Regions from separate parts of the Anser cygnoides genome. Here region 2 is linked to region 1. The links are chromatin contacts, called in public Hi-C maps. All regions are on one chromosome and are shown on one strand. Each heading gives the region's core, a stretch centred on a gene start, on an enhancer-like site or on the middle of the called end of the contact. The rest is flanking DNA. Distances are from core to core; before and after follow the strand shown.

The links. Hi-C and Micro-C count contacts between places; a contact is called where the count stands out from the background.
Region 2: a Hi-C map of liver shows a contact between it and region 1, with 3 times the contacts expected there. The contact joins the promoter of CIPC here to the enhancer-like site in region 1. A contact is called at or near these places in 3 of 7 Hi-C or Micro-C datasets (granulosa cells and liver).

Annotation. Positions count from the first base shown.
Region 1 is chr5:43,437,996-43,442,771 of Taihu_goose_T2T_genome, reverse strand. It overlaps LOC106038765 (a long non-coding RNA gene), which reads right to left. Exons shown (of 5, transcript XR_010831885.1): 4 at 1-4,776. Among named protein-coding and RNA genes, the nearest start is that of LRRC74A, 58 kb to the right of the region's middle. Within about 2 kb of position 2,386, at least 3 of the 3 cell types and tissues checked have open chromatin away from gene starts, as enhancers often do. A contact at or near this core is called in liver, where this site is marked.
Region 2 is chr5:43,555,090-43,559,865 of Taihu_goose_T2T_genome, reverse strand. It overlaps CIPC (CLOCK interacting pacemaker), which reads right to left and starts at 2,727. Exons shown (of 5, transcript XM_048059782.2): 1 at 2,577-2,727.

The sequences.
Region 1 (4,776 bases), core at 1,137-3,636:
TGTAGTGTCTGAGCCACACACAGGCTGGCCACGGAGTCTGCTGTAAGAAAAAGGAGGGCAGTGAGAAACGAGCATAAAGGAAGATTAAGATTTCACTTTTATCCAGAATTTTTAATTAATGGCAAGAAGTGCAAGAGGGAGCATGCATTTAAGACACCAAATGACAGTCTGACCCAGCCAAGCCCGTCTATTCTGTGAAGCATCAGAGTTTCAGTAAAAACACATTGCTCTGTTGTTTCATCAGTCACACCACTGTTGTGTATCATATGATATGGCAGCCGTTCAGCCAGGCTCAGAGCCGCACAGGCTATAATTTCCTGGTCATATGTAACAGGGTGGGGAAGCGGCTGAGTCCTGGGGGTGAGTAATGCTGGAATCGCACCATGTGGCACGGCGCTCCTTGCTGCGCGAGGCGGTTTAGGTGCTGCTCGGATATTCAGGCAGACATTCCCCAGGGCATCTGAACGCTCGTACACTCTCCTACACTTAAAATACCCTCCTGTAACCTGTTTTGCTGGGCACCCGGATCGCTTTCCCACATTCCCAGCATTTTGCTGAGGCTCCCTGCTCAGAAGAGCATGGATTTTTAGGCGGCAGGAGGCCCTGACCACACCGACTTTGCACCACCACCACGAGCAGGCTGCTGCGACAGCTCCAAGCCTCCACGGGTGCTTGGCGGGACCCTCCCTCGCCCCCCACCTGGTGCAATAAATGTGCCGTGTGGCATTTATTTTAAAAACACTCGGGGCAATTTGCTGCAAGGAGAGGGCCTTGCCCGGACAGCTGTGGGGGCCTGCGCGGGGAGCCGTGCTGCGTCCAGGCCCGCTCGTGGCCCCCCTCCCGCTGGCCGTCTTTCCCCTCCTGAGGTATTTTCCTGCGCCTGTGATCTGTGTTCCCCCTCTGGAGCCGGTGTCCTCGCTGGGTTTTGTCAAGCCTCGGGCTGCCAGCCCCAGCTCAGGGGTGGGGAGCGCGGGGGGGGCCCAGGGCTCCCGCTGGGCTCCCCAGACAGGGAAACGCACGTCTCCTCTCGCACAACATGAGCTGTAATTTCCGGCAGACATTTGAGGTCCCCGACATCTGCATAATGTGTGCCAGTCTCCTAGCAACCCCAACAGCTGTCTGGCATTTCCAAGATTAAACTGTAACGATAGGCGGCCATTGCCAGGGAGCGGGGGAGAGAAGCGGCCCCTCCTGGCTCCTTCCAAGCCATTTATGTTTTACTCATTTCCTGCTCCGAGTAATGAGGCCAGCGATGCCGGGGTGGTGGCGGTGCTGCTGAGAAGGCAGATTGTTACACACACATGCATGTTTTTGTTTCAGGGCGAATTTTTAGTGCTCGTGAAAGGGAGGGACCAGCAGAGCTCGCCGGAGCCTGGCAGCGGACCAGCAAGCTTCCCGGCAGCCCTTTGCCAAAAAAACCCAGACATGCAGCCCCTGCTCCCGCCGCCCCTCCTTGCCCGCCCTCTCCCCCCAGAACTCGGGCAGGGGCCTCATGCCCGCCGGCACCGCGGCCCACAGCCCCTCGCCAGCCCCTCGCCGTCCCCTCACAGTCCCCTCGCTGTCCCCTCACTGTCCCCTCGCCGTCCCCTCGCCATGTTCCTCCCGCCGCTCACAGACACGCTGTGTTCCCGACCCACGACTCTTTAATCCCCATCTCCCTCCATGTCCGCCCCGGGGAGTTACGGCAGGAGGGTGGGGAGGCTGCGCCGTGCAAACCTATTTTCCTCGGAGGCAAAAACAACTCGAGGCCAAATGGATTCGTCGCACTAGTGGCTGAAACTAGGTGAAATGTCAGCGGAGTTACTCAACCTCGCATTCCCAAACTCTCGTTACATAAAAAAACAAGCCTTCTAGTGATGCTCGGGGCAGTCTGTAGCCCAGCCCCAAGCCCACCCCTCCGTGTTGTTCTGTGAGGGGCGGCAGGGTTGCGGGTCTCCTGGCTTGTGGCCATCTTCCCCTACACAGCTAAGCTCTGCCATTTGCCTCCTCCGTTATAACTTACTAGCAGGATTCTGTGGGGTTTGTACTTTTTCTTTTTTTTTTTAAATTTGTCGTTAGAGAAAAAAAAGAGAACAAAAACTTTTTTTTTTTTTTGGCTGCAGCTCTCAGCTCATTTTTGGTTGCTTTCTAACGCCAAGGCCAGCAGGATCCAGGAATTCATCTGCTGGTGCCAGCGAGAAAGCACTGACCCAAACAAGGGAGCCAGGGCTCGGGGCTGCCGTCCTTGCCAGGGATCAGCGAGAGGCCAGAGAGCCCATGCTGCTGAGTCATCAGCGCTCCAGCTGCTGCAAGCCTTTTCTGGGGACGCGGCTGTTGCTAAGATTCCTGGGAGCTGACTGATTGCTCCTTCTATAGTCATGTAACACACACGCACACGTCAAAGGAGCGGGGAACAGCGGCTGGTCCAGCTCAGACCAAGAACACAGCCTGCTGGCCGCGAGCAGCCAGACTGTTCGGCTGTGCCGCGCACGGGGCGGCCGAAGCGCCCGGTCCCATGGGACGAGCTCCAGCAGGAGCTGCTCTCCGCGTCTCTGCGTTTGCAGGGCTAAAGCCACCTCGCTGCCGGGAAGCTGCTCCGTCACCCACTCATGGAGGTGTTGCTTACAGCGAGCCCCGCTGGTGGTTGCATACAAGGTTTTCTGGTTGTGCTTGCACATTTCATCCCATTTTTTTTCTGATCAGAGAGACTTTAGGAAGTCGGAGCATGCTTGAAATCTATCTGTTGCATTCCTTGCAGGGCTAGTCTTGGATCGTGCCCTTCAAACAGTAAATAAATGTGCTCAAACAGCACTCTCGAGCAATTTCCATTTCTGAGGCCCAGGATTACCTGAAATTAAGGACATTTCTAATTAGGCCCCGTCACGTCTGAGACTGTTCTGCAGCCTGCCAGACTGCAGAGGGAGGGACTGCTGCTTCGTGTGCATCCTGTGTTTTCCTTCGCCCAATTTTTATCTCTTAAATCTTTTTATTCTCCTGCCTTTTATCTGCCTTAGGTACTCGCCTCCCACAGATGCTGCAGTTACCCTTGTTTCCTGCTCCTTGTTTGACACTTAACAAACTAGATGTACTCAGGCTTTCAGATCTCTCTGCTCAGATCTAGGTTGTTAGAGCCTTAGGGTATGGGACCTGTCTTCTTCTCTCTCCTACATTAAACACATCTCTGTGTTTAATGGAATAACTAGTTTAAAGGAATAACTAGTCATAATAGCATTTTGTAATGAAATCAGTAAGTCCAGAGTCCAGTGTCCCTACTCCTCTTTCTTTGGTGTCTGCTGGGATGCAAAACTTGGAGTTACAAATTGCCAAATGAGGTTTCAGAGCACTTGAGCATCACCATGACTTGTTTCCTAGTAGCACCTCAGAGTCCTAACCAGGGACTAGGAGCACAGAATACCGTGGTACTGAAAAAGGGTTTCTGACCCAAAGTGCTCATGGTCTAACTCTAAGAGAAGAGGCAAGCAATGGGCAGAGATAGAGGCCCAGCAGGCAGTGAAGTGGTTTTGGCCAGCGTGGCAGAAGGTGGTCTTCACAAACAAGCAACCTCATGGAATTTTTAGGGCAGATTCAGGTCAGGAAGGAGGGATTCTCTGACATCCTCAAAAAAAAAAGTTTTCAACTCAGTAAGACCTTTTCCAGGGAGAGACCATTTCCCCAGAGTCATAAGCAGTGTAAGGTCAGTAGCAGATTTAAATCCGATTCTGTCCAAGTGAGCACAGAAACATTCTCTCAGCATATGAAGTCCGTTCATGTAGACAGATGTAGGCGTAGACAAACGGATGTATAGTCAAATACAGATATGGATAAACACATGTTAAGTGTTTTGAGAAAGCTGATAAGAAACCCCATGTGCACCAATGGAGAAATAAGTAAATTTTAAATTGCCCAGAGTGGATGGGGTTATTCTCCATTACACCACGTGTAAGCAAAGCTTGAAGGACACAACGAACGTGCTACTGGAGAAGTGCTTGGAGGCTTCGCTGCAAGAAGCCACTCTGTACTGGCTGTAAAGGGACAGATTTAAGTGGGATCAAGTAAAATTTTTCTAACTTTAATTTATAATGTTTTAGGTACTGTAGAAAACAGAGGGAAAAAAGCACTGCACACATGAAGTTTCCTAATTACTTGCATATGCAGACTTGGAAGCTGTGTTTGGCTTGCAGCAAGGCATTATAGTGCTCTGACAGTGTGCCTGCATGGATGGTGAAAGCCGTGTATGGTGATGGATGATTCCATCCATTACTTTCAGCTACAGGCATGCTGTCCTTAAAAATACTGAGTTACAACATCTGAATCATGCTTTTTGGTTAATCAAGAGTATTTTTATGCCCCTAGAGTGTGTCGTTCTTCATATTGTGTGGAAATGCATTGGGTATTTCTTGCAAAAGTTCAACATTGATAAAACTGAAGAAAGTACACCCTGAACTAAAGATGCTGTGCAGCATCCCCCCACTCTCCAATTTAAGGCATTTTGGTATCACGGGACTCCTTAGACATGTTGTAAAGCACCTGTAAGTCAGGCCCACGTGTGCTATGGCTGGGCTGGCTGGTAAGGTAGCGGCTGGTAGCGGCTGCAGCTGACCAGAGATGTTAGCAGTGTGTTTGAAGAGGTCAGGCTCTGCTCTGCTCTGAGCAGTGCTGTTGTTCAGCCAGTCCGACCGATACCACCTCTGGAGCGACCAGACCTTCCAAGCTGCTACTTGCTGTCAAACCTCCCGTACACAAACAAGGTAGCAGAGTGGCCCACAAAGAACCGCTTCTCCTGCACCTACCCATCAC
Region 2 (4,776 bases), core at 1,478-3,977, 120 kb before region 1:
AATTTTAGAAGAACTACAGACATGGATGCAGTGGAAGGGGCAGAATGAACCTGTGTCATTCATCTCCTTCCTTCAGCAGCTGAGCAAGTCAAGCATAGAGCACAGGTCAGCCAGTTTTACTGAACTACGTGAAGTAGAATTGTTTCATACTTAAAATTACTGACTAAAATACATGGCAGATTCATCTGAAAAGCACACTGCTGAAGTTATTTCTAACTCTGTTACGATTTCTGACAGACAAGGCAATAATCCATTACTGTGCACATCAAGTTAAGAAATAGGAATGTAATTTCTTGAACTGCCAAAAGTGCAATGCGCAATTCTAGATTGCTCTGAAGTTCAGCACCATGGGTAACCAAGATAAAATAGAAGATACATTGTATATGGTTGTTATCTGTAATTAAATCAAGACTCTCTGAGTGAAGTGGCATAGTTGTGCATCTCTTTTCACACTGCCAGTAAATTAAGTGGGGACTTTCAGAACAGAAGCATCTCAAATGAGTCAAAGAATGAGATGTAGATAGAAAACTAACATATTAGAGCCACTTCTCCACCCATAAAGGCAAAACAAGCTAAGAGATAGTCATAAACATTTTTCAAGAATTAAAGTTGTTCAGTCCACACCTATCTTACAAACAGCTACCCCAGGCACCAAATCCCCAAACAAGTCAGCTGTGCTGGGTGAAGCCCATAGAACAAAGTGCTGAACCTCCAAAGCTGTGGTTTTGTTATTACAGTCTGTTTCACTCTCAGAGTGAGGTAAGTCTTGTGATCAGAGAACATGCTGGGGATGAAGAAATCCATACTGCTAAAGGTGCAACACATACTATACCTGCAATCACTCCTGGTGGAGTCTCGGCCTTAGAAATGCCTCCTCACACCCTTTCAAAACAAGAACTCTGGAAGGCTGAAACTAAAACCAACAAAACCCAGAAAAATGTAGACCTTCTATACCACATACTCATCACAACGTTCAGCTGCTTCCTAAAGGTAGGCGGGCTTGCTAAGTCTAAAAGTTCCTGCTTCTCTTATAAAATAAAGATGAGACTGGCTAACAGAAAAGCAACAGGATTAAATGCAGAAATTGTCTAATAGTATCTGTATAAATTATGTTTCTGTGAAGCAACCCTTTCAAGTTGTATCTCATGTTAGAGCTGTATATTTAAACCACAAAGACAGGAACTCAGGAGACCACATAATAGTCAGATCGGCAGCCCATTAACAGCAGCATCCAGTGATAGTTACATCAAATGACGCTGCAGCAGATACATTGTGGAACAAACTACGTCGAAACGCAAATTTCATCTTAAATCCTGACAGCTGGTTGTTAGAGTTGTGCTCTAAGTTCTTGAGCCTGGGCACCTCCAGTGATGAACTCTGTACATTAGATAACTGTGGTGAGATGCTAGCGTGACCACCTACAAAACTACAAGCAAGACAGAAAAATGCTCAACAGAACAGAACTTCTTCAGTAGCCTTCTGCCTCATTTTTCTGTCTTCAGTCACACCTGCTGACCTGCTAACAGATAGAGGACAGACATAACTACATAAAATCAACCTAGATACTGTCCCTCCTTTGGGATCCTTAACAGAATCTTCTAATAAAGTCTTGTCAAGGGATTCTGATCAGGAAACCCAGTAAGAAAAGCATGTAATTATATCATAGAGAAAAAATGCTGGCACTTCAAGATAAATATCAATATATATGTCTTAATCAGTTTGAATTCTAACCGGGTTAAAAGTTACAAAATATAAATCCTGCTTCACTGTGTCTTTCACTAACAGAACAGCTCAGCTGAATGCTCATGGCACAAACAAGTTTAAATGGAAGATGAGGGTTCAGTCCTGGTCCACGCTTCTATTGCTTACCCCTCTCCAAAACAAAAATATTTCTCTTAAGGAAGCGATATGTATGGATGTTAATCTCCAAAAATCAGAACTGGACACAGAACGAGGGCCAGATGTGAGTTTAATGCGAACACCTCACCTGTTAGCCTCACATCACAGGGTCATTGAGCATCCCGAGCTGGAAGGGACCACAAGGCTCATCGAGTCCAACCCCTGGGTCCACACGGGACCACCCAAACATCAGGCCCTACGTCTGGAGTTCAAGAAGCGTTTGGCCGATGCTCTGAACACGCCCGGTGCCGTGACCACTGCCCTGGGAGCCTGTCCCAGTGCCCGACCCCCCGGTGCAGAACCTTTACCTAGCACCCAGCCTGACCCTGCCCTGACCCAGCTCCACGCCGCTCCCTCGGGACCCGTCACGGGAAGGTCTGGGAAGGGCTGGCACCTCTTTTTCTCTTCCCTTCAGAAAACAACAAACCGAGCACAACCCACAGCGAAGCGGGCACTGGGACCCCCCGGAGGCTCTCCCTTCCTCCCTCCCTCCGCAGCTGCGACAGCCTCACGGCGGGCCCGGCGAGGCCCCGCGCAGCCAGCCCGAACGAGCCTCCCTTGGGGCCCTCCATCGCCCCCAGCCCCCTGCGGCAGCCCCTCGGGGCCCTCCAGCACCCCCGAGCCCCGCGGCTGCCCCCCGCCGCCTCCGGGCCGGGCCGGGCCGCGCCGCCCCTCACCTGCCCGCGGGCCGCCTCAGCGCCGCCCGCTCCACGCATGCGCGGCGCCGCCACCATGGCGCTGCGACCTCCCCGGCTGCGCCCAGCGCCCGCCCCGCGGCGCGCACGCGCAGCTCCGCTGCCTGCCCTCCTCTAAGGGGGGCGGGGCGGTGTAATGGCGGTGTCGCCACCTGAGGGGAGAAGGCGGGAGGGCGTTCAGGGGTTGCGGCCACAGGCCATGGAGCGCTGTGAGGGAGGGGTGTGCAGCTGTAGGTGCACAAACGGCTGTCAGGTCTGTCAGGAAGAAGGGCTAGCCCGAGGTGTCGATTTGAAAGCCCTTTGGGGAGCCGCCTCGCCGTCAGGGAGGTGGCAGGAAAGAGGGTTGTCGCTGGAAAAGCGGGGGTGCATCCAGCTGGCCGTGTGCCCTCGGCCCAGCGGGTGTGTGGGGGCTTGGAAATGTGTGCTGCCAGGCCTGGGCTCCTGAGGGGTCCAGGCAGGTGAGCAGGGCCAGGAATTTGGGATGCTGCTGGAGTTCACAAGTGCTGTGCAAAAAGTACAGTTCAACGCCCTCACAGGAGTCCAGGCTGCTCTAGAGGCTGTCATACCCCAGGAGTGAGAGGGCAGCAAAAGCCACGCGCTAACAGCCACCTACAAAGTGAGGGAGGCAGCATCAAAGGTCCAAAGACTTTAAGCTTGTCATCTCAAAGAGGGAAAAGAGCAAATGGAGGAGCTGTCATGAGCAGATGAGGAGCAAAAGATACCCTTATTCTTCTACACGGTAAATACAAGGTAGTGAAAGGAGTGTGTAGATTTGCTTTCCATGAACTACAGAGAACCAAGGGCAAATAAGTAGGTGGAAGTGGATCTTTTGGATCAATGAATACAGCAAGAATGGCTATTCTTATTCTGAGAACTCCATAAACACTGCCAGCACCTAAAAGTCTGTCAGAATATTTTGCATTTGGAGATGATAAGCAATTTCATGACAGAAAACAGAAAGGGGGTGTGTAGAAGGGCTGAGCAGCGACAATGACGTCCCTTGAATAGAATCATAGAATATCCCAAGTTGGAAGGGACCCACAAGGATCATCTAGTCCAACTCCTGGCACCACACAGGTCTGCCCAAAAATTCAGACCACATGACTAAGAGTACAGTTCAAACGCTTCTTAAACTCTGACAGCCTTGGTGCCGTGACTGTATCCCTGAGGAGCCTGTTCCAGTGTGCGACAGCCCTCTTGGTGAAGAACCTTTTGATATCCAGACTGAACCTCCCCTGTCACAGCTTTACACCGTTCCTGTGGGCCCTATCGCTCGTCACTAAAGAGATTAGATCAGTGCCTGCCCCTCCACTCCCCCTCGTGAAGAAGCTGTAGGCTGCGATGAGGTCTCCCCTCAGCCGCCTCTTCTCCAGGCTGAACAGGCCAAGTGACGTCAGCCATTCCTCATGTGTCTTCCCCTCTAGGCCCTTCACCGTCTTAGTAGCCCTCCTCTGGACACTCTCCAACAGTTTTACATCCTTTTTGTACTGTGGTGCCCAGAACTGCACACAGTACTCGAGGTGAGGCCGCACCAGCGCAGAGTAGAGCGGAACAATCCCTTCCCTCGACCGACTAGCAATGCTGTGCTTGATGCACCCCAGGATACGGCTGGCCCTCCTGGCTGCCAGGGCACACCAGTGGAATAAGCAGGTGGAAGTGGATCTTCTGTATCAATGATACAGCAAGAATGACTATTCTTGTTCTAAGAACTCCATAAACACTGCTAGCACCCAGAAGTCTGTCGGAATATTTTGCATTTGGAGATGAAAAGCAATTTCATGAGAGAAAACTGAAAAGGGGTGTGTAGAAGGACTGAGCAATGACAATGATTTCCCTGAATAGCAATATAAGAAAGAAATACTTTGATTGTTATGATGGTCTTGTTAAAAAACTGAATCATGCTTCTTTAAAAGATCAACATGATCTAATAATTCCTGATTGGAAAAGAAAAGGACCTTTAATCTCAGCACAGTCTCGCAAAAAATGTGGCACATACAAATCAAACAAAAATGCCTGGGACAATGTGAAATGACATTGCCATTTTGAAAAAGTGACAGAATGGGTTCTAGTCCTACTAATTCAAAGTGCTGTGAGAGAATGGTAGTTACACATACTTCTAGAATGAGTTTTTAAGTATACCAGAGCTGGCTCTGCGTACATCTGAACGGTACTGTGAGATGTA